2 separate regions of the Mus musculus genome follow, and region 2 is linked to region 1. The links are chromatin contacts, called in public HiChIP or PLAC-seq maps. All regions are on one chromosome and are shown on one strand. Each heading gives the region's core, a stretch centred on a gene start, on an enhancer-like site or on the middle of the called end of the contact. The rest is flanking DNA. Distances are from core to core; before and after follow the strand shown.

Region 1 (2,969 bases), core at 265-2,764:
CTCCCTTGCTTTCCCCCTTTGCTTTTCTATTTTTACTTCGTATGCAAATCTCCCATCAGACCTAAGCAAAGCATGGAGGAAGTGGGCCAGCGCACAGGATAGGACAGCACGGCAGATTGCAGCCGCGTACTCTGGTAAACACGATCTAATTGCTTTTTCCAATGGGGAAAGTGGTGGGGGCCCGGCTCAGAAAGAACACATTACCAGTCAGCTGTGTCAGGCCAAGGAGGAGGGTAGGGCTGGACCACGATCTGGGGAAGGGGTCATGGGACATGAGGGGTGACCCTGGTGACAGTCCCTGTCATTTGGACCAAAGGCACAAGGTGGTGCTGAGAGCTGGTTGACCAGTTCTCTCGTGCATTTTTACTTGAACCAGCATTGCACCGGGCTGTGGCTCAGTTGGTAGAGTGCCCACCTAACATGCACAAAGTCCTGGGTTCAATCCCTGACACAGCATAAACCAGGGATGGGGTACAGGCCTGTCAGTCTAGCTCTAGGGAGGTGGAGGCAAGGGGATCAGGGGTTCAAGATCATTTACACATCCTGGGCTACATCGGCAATGGCAATACCCCCCCCCCCATCTACCCTGTCCTGATTGAAAGTGCTGAAGGCAGAGACAAGAGTAATTGTCTGCCCAGATCCTGTGGGCCCAGACTCAACAAGCCCTCATGTGTGAGGATCTAACTTGGTATGAGTTCCTCGGTAAGGCTGAGATTAAGACCCAGGCCTGCCTGATGCCAGTGACTGTGCCTTTGAGCTAAAGAACACCGATAAGCTACAGGGTCCCTGGTACTATTGCACGTGTCTAAGTAACAACAGATCCAAGTGCTCATTAAGCACTTATTACCTGCCAGGCCCCAGGCGAGGGATAAGACAGAGCTGGTGCTCTTTAGAAGGCCAGCATCTAAGACAAGGGGACAGGAACCTTTCGTGGATGAGGAAGCTGAGGGAGAGCGAACACCTCGCAGAAGCCAACGTCCTGAGGAACAGGGGTTCAGAGGTCTGTCTCACAGGATAGGTGACTCCGGTGAGGAACCCGTTCATCAGCCGCCACCCCCACATGCCACCCTAAAGCCTGGACGGTGTCCACGCCACCGGCTTGCTCAGCCTCAGTGGGCACTACAGTCCGAGGTAGAACGAGAAACCATCAAGCTCGGAGCACGTGCAGGCCCTGCTCAGAGCTCCGGCTGCCCATTTCTTCAAATCTTGTCACCATCCTCATTACTGTGGAGGCTGCGGGGACTTTGGGGCCAATCCTACTTCTGCCAGTTCTGAGTTAATCCTGGCATGGACAGGGGCCGGTCGCTTCTCTAGAGTGAGCAGCCTGTCCGGGACAGGAGATAGGAGGAAGGAGTGCCTGATCTCAGCCTCTGTAACAGAGCTAAGACGGTGCTGCGCCTACCCCCAGTGCTCCAGGGGGTTCATCTAAACGTGATTAAACAACCATTAGGGCTCTGCGGTTGGGAAATGCAGATTTACAGACTTGCAGACCTCCATTTAAATGCAAATGTCGCTGGTTGGCTGGAACTCGATGCTTCTCTCTGCATTAAAGGCGTCACCTTCCTTTGCCCCTGTATTGCTTCTGAGAGGCTCAATCACCTTGAGCCCGAATGAATCCCAGAAGACCAGGACCCCACCACCCATCCCGTCCTCCACCAGAGCCAGGTACAGGCAGGGTCAGGACCTCAAATGGAGGCTCTGTCTCTCCTTGTCCATTCACGCCCTGCCTGACTGGCTCCCCGGGCAGGGGTTACCCTCTGGCACATAGCAGCAGGTCCCTCAAGGGACTTCCATGAGTTGTCGCCCAGAAAATAGTCACTAATCAAAGCAGAGAACCCCTACCAAAGGCGGGCAAAGAACACAGTGGCCTTGTTGACCACACGAAGAATGCTCTCCTCCTTCCTAGACTTTACAAGACAGAATTTGGAGTCATCCCACACATTCAATTTTTTTTTAATTCAGTGCTAGGACTCCAGAGGAAAGCCGAGGCTCCACACTCACTAGGTGGGCGCCCCACCACTGAGCTCCGGGGCCCCACACTCACTAGGCGATGCCCCACCACTGAGCTCTGTGGACCCACACTCAGTGGGTGGGCGCCCCACCACTGAGCTGCATGCCCACCTTTGAAAGAGAATGTGAGAACAGGAAGGTGAAGAACCATCAGAATCCACTCAGGCGGATCAAAGCCTGGGTCAGGACTTGAACCCAAGTCTGCCTGGTTACCCAAACCACTCAGTTCCCTTTCTGGGCTCTACTCCTAGGCTCCTGTGTGGCCTTTGTGAACAACTTGCCCTCTCTGGGCCTCTGCTGTCGGATCTAAAAATGGAGAAAATAGAAAAAGCAAACAGAACAGGTTCCAGGAAGTAGGTAGGACAGCCTGAGGAGGGGACACCACACTACAAAGTCCTTCATAGCCGAGCCTGCAAGTGGAGACTGTTTATGGCTGTGTACTGGCTGTGTGAGGTAAGGGAGGCAGCAGGGGGTACCACCGACCATGACCAGGAGAGTGACTGTGACTAAGTACCTGCACCCGAGTACCTGGGTGCTGTGCTTAGTCACTCCACATACTCTCAGTTCCTCCTCTGGGCATCCTTGCCAAGTTGGCTTTTAGAATTACTACATGTGTTCCATGAGGCAATCACGAAGGAGGAGCGAGTCAGGCCAAAGGTCACATATGGCCACCGCTGTCCCTGAGGAAGCATACCCAAGGCTGCATGCAGACTGTGGCCAGGCTCCTCACACCCCAGTCCCCAGCCTGTTGCTTTCTCTGACCCTGACCTTTCCATCTGGGTGACCAGATGAACCATGACTTGGGGTTCTCAGAGCATTTCCCATGTGCCCAAGGCTGGCCCAGGCATTAGACAGAGGTAGGACAGTGTTAGCCAAGGCTATGCCCTTCTGTACAACACCTCCATTTCAGCTGGACGGTGACAATTCTTTGGTTTTACAACTGATGTAACTTCTCTAGG
Region 2 (2,969 bases), core at 339-2,838, 610 kb before region 1:
CCTCCCCCACCACTCACGTCCTCAGGGGTCTCAGGCAGGCTCCATGTCTGTCACTCAAGTTAGAGACCTTAGGGAATCAAGGCTGTGCTGGGGACAACATGTCCCCTAGAAATTCCTCACTAGTGGGGACTTGCTCCCTGGGAGAATATACGGCAATGTTTGAATACACTTTGGGGTATCATATCGGTAGGGAGCTACCGTTCTAGAGTGGGGTGCTGCTGAGCCCCTACGGTGTATGGGAAGGAGCCACGGTGGTACTGTCCCTTTCTGTGCCAAAGACGCTGAGACTGAGGAATGTTTGAGGCCCTGCAGCCAGCCCTAGGGAGTACTGCTTTTCTTTTCCATTGTACAGGGGAGGGACCCAACGGGAGCCATGTGACTTGCATTGGTGAGGTTCCACTCTCAGCTAGGTAGCCCTGCCTCAGGGGGACCCTCAGAGTCAGGAGTGTACCCCGATGGACAGAAACCCCAGTCCTTCAGTAGTTAGACAAAAACTGCAGAGCCACAGCCAGGCCCAATCAGGCCCTGACGGTAAAGGGTGCAGTCTGCTAAGGTATTTGGGATCCATAATTGGCAGAGATTACATGCCATACAGAATAAGCCCGAGCTGGCCATGCAAGACCAGGGTGAGCCAAGCGAGAGGCTGGAGCAGAGGGAAGCCCCTTGCCAGTGAGCTTAGAGATACCTCCAAGCTGAGCTGTGAAGAATGAGGAAGGGGCCAGAGGACAAACCAGGAGGGGAGGAGCAGGAAGTGAGGCCCTACTGGAGACCTCTGTGTTAGGAGCTCAGGTCTTACACCTAGCTCCAGCTAGCCCTGCACCCCCACCCCACCGTGTTTTACAACAGGCTGTTTTACACCTAAATACATATGGAATAAAGAACTTGCTTGCTTTCACAAAAAAGCATTAGCACGGGAACACACAGAAATAGGTGTCTTCCCTGTGCATTTAAAAGAACTGGGAAATCAGCTTGGCATGGTGGCGCCCGCTTTTAATCCCAGCATTGGAGAACCAGAGGCAGGTCGATCTCTGAGCTCCAGGCCAGCCAGGGCCTAGTCTCAAAAGGTTGAAAGGAGAGACTGTTTGCAGAGCCCTCTCCTCAGGACCCGCCCCAGGGCCCAGGATGCTTTGGGAACACAGCAGACCCTCTGGCTTGAACAGTGTGAGCCTCAGACCCTGTCCCATAGCCCACTAACCCCTCCTCTCTTCCAGGAGCTCCCCTGGCTCCCAGCGCTCCAGGCCCCTCCCCCGAGGTGGAGGAGGACTCCGGAGAAGCCTTTGAGTTTGATGACAGTGATGAGGAGGAGGACACCAGCTCTGGCCTGGTTGTCCCTGGCCTCGCCCCTGAGAGGGACACAGAGCCCTCGCTGATCTGCTTTGACACTGTCCCGGGCTCAGGTAAGCTGTCTCTGGGAGTCTCCACCAGGCAAGTGGGGTTTGCAGGCAAATCCCGGAGAACTGGTGGGGAATCTCAGGCTCCTAGGGTCTCCAGTAGGCAGGAAAGGGAGCCACTGGGAAGAGACTATATCCTGCTTCTCTTGGGAAAGGAATTCCTAGCATTCCTGCAACATCTGGCTTGCACTCTGTCCGGGCCTAAATGGAATCGCTTGGCTGGAGTTTCTGCTAGGGCCCTCAGCTCTTGTAACCTTCCAGCCATGGCTCCAAAGAACCCATCTGTCTGCTTGGCGAGCCAGCACCCCAGGGGTGGGAGGGTCCAGTCATGTTGTCAGTAAATGCCAGCTGCTGGGCTCTCAGATCTGTCATCTTACCAGGGACTGGATCAGCAGGAACCTCCTGCAGATAGCAACCCTTCCAAGAGCTGGGGTTGGTGGAAGCCTGGTAGACAGGGTGCTAGTTCTGACTGAGGTTGGGCCATGGGGGCGGTGTGGGGCAGGCAGGACAGGTAGGGAACTTACTCACTAGAGAGGGGCCAAGGAAAGGCAAGGGATTCTATAGGCACCCTGGTTCCTTCGAGGGGCGGGGAACAGGGGGTGGGAATAGGCTCAGTTCCTGGGGCCAACCTCTGTCTCACAAGCTCTCTCTCTTTGCTCTTCCCACAGACCTGGACCCAGCAGCTGCACCACCCCAGACAGAGTAAGTGAGCTTTGTCCACTGGGAAAAGAGTAGAGCCCAACAGGGGCGTGGGACAGGGTAGGACAGTGACTAGAGAATACTGTTGTTTGTTAAGACCCTTTGCCTGGACGAGGTTGGCCCTGAGGCTCGCTGTGGTGGCCTCTTTTTCTCTTTTGCCTGGGAGCATTGCATTGCATTGCCTGGTCCCAGACCCACATTCAGGCCTCTCCCTACCCATGTGGCCTCAGTGGACTCACAGACTCTCCCAGATTTCCTGTGTTCTGACTTGAAACGGAAGGGAGAGGAGACTCGCTTCCCTGGAGTTATCCCTGGGAACTAAGATGCTGTGGGATTGCTTCTGCTGATACCAGTCCTTCTCTTTCAAATTTTTAAATTACAAAATTTTATATTTATTGTGTGTGTGAGCATGCACGTGTGTGTGTGTGTGTGTGTGTGTGTGTGTGTGTGTGTGTTTGAGTGTTCGAGTGCATGTGTGCACATGCCATGGTTTGTGCGTCGAGGTCAAAGGATAGCTAGCAGGAGCCAGTTCTCTCCTTCCATCGTGTAGGTCCTGGGGGATTCATTGAACTTGGCAACAAAGACCTTCACCGGCTGAGCCATCTTGCTGGCTAGTCTATTTTATTTTATTTTGGTGGGAGGGGCAGACAAGTTCTCACCTAGCCCAGGGCGGCTTTGAACTCACCATGCAGCAGACGATGACCATGACGCTCTTGCCTCTACTTCTGAGATTAGAGACACGTGCCAACATGCTACCATGCCTGGTTCTGGGGAATAAAACCGGGGTTTGGGGATGCCAGGCCAACATTCTGCTGGGTTACATCCTTAGCCCCCATTTTAAAAGAATTCTTCTTTTGTTTCTTTTTTTCTTTGGTTGAG

What was found. HiChIP or PLAC-seq counts read pairs in DNA pulled down with a chosen protein or histone mark.
Region 2: a contact with region 1 is called in an H3K27ac HiChIP or PLAC-seq map of embryonic stem cells, with 2.9 times the contacts expected there. The contact joins two enhancer-like sites. A contact is called at or near these places in 1 of 115 datasets of contacts at active chromatin or transcription factors (embryonic stem cells) and 1 of 9 other capture datasets (embryonic stem cells).

What each region holds. Positions count from the first base shown.
Region 1 is chr4:140,000,791-140,003,759 of GRCm38.p6, reverse strand. No RefSeq gene overlaps it. Among named protein-coding and RNA genes, the nearest start is that of Klhdc7a, 34 kb to the right of the region's middle. Within about 2 kb of position 1,514, at least 15 of the 459 cell types and tissues checked have an H3K27ac peak or open chromatin away from gene starts, as enhancers often do. A contact at or near this core is called in embryonic stem cells, where this site is marked.
Region 2 is chr4:140,609,655-140,612,623 of GRCm38.p6, reverse strand. It overlaps Arhgef10l (Rho guanine nucleotide exchange factor (GEF) 10-like), which reads left to right. Exons shown (of 29, transcript NM_001290803.1): 3 at 1,212-1,397; 4 at 2,060-2,093. Among named protein-coding and RNA genes, the nearest start is that of Gm42335, 6.0 kb to the right of the region's middle. Within about 2 kb of position 1,588, at least 80 of the 459 cell types and tissues checked have an H3K27ac peak or open chromatin away from gene starts, as enhancers often do. A contact at or near this core is called in embryonic stem cells, where this site is marked.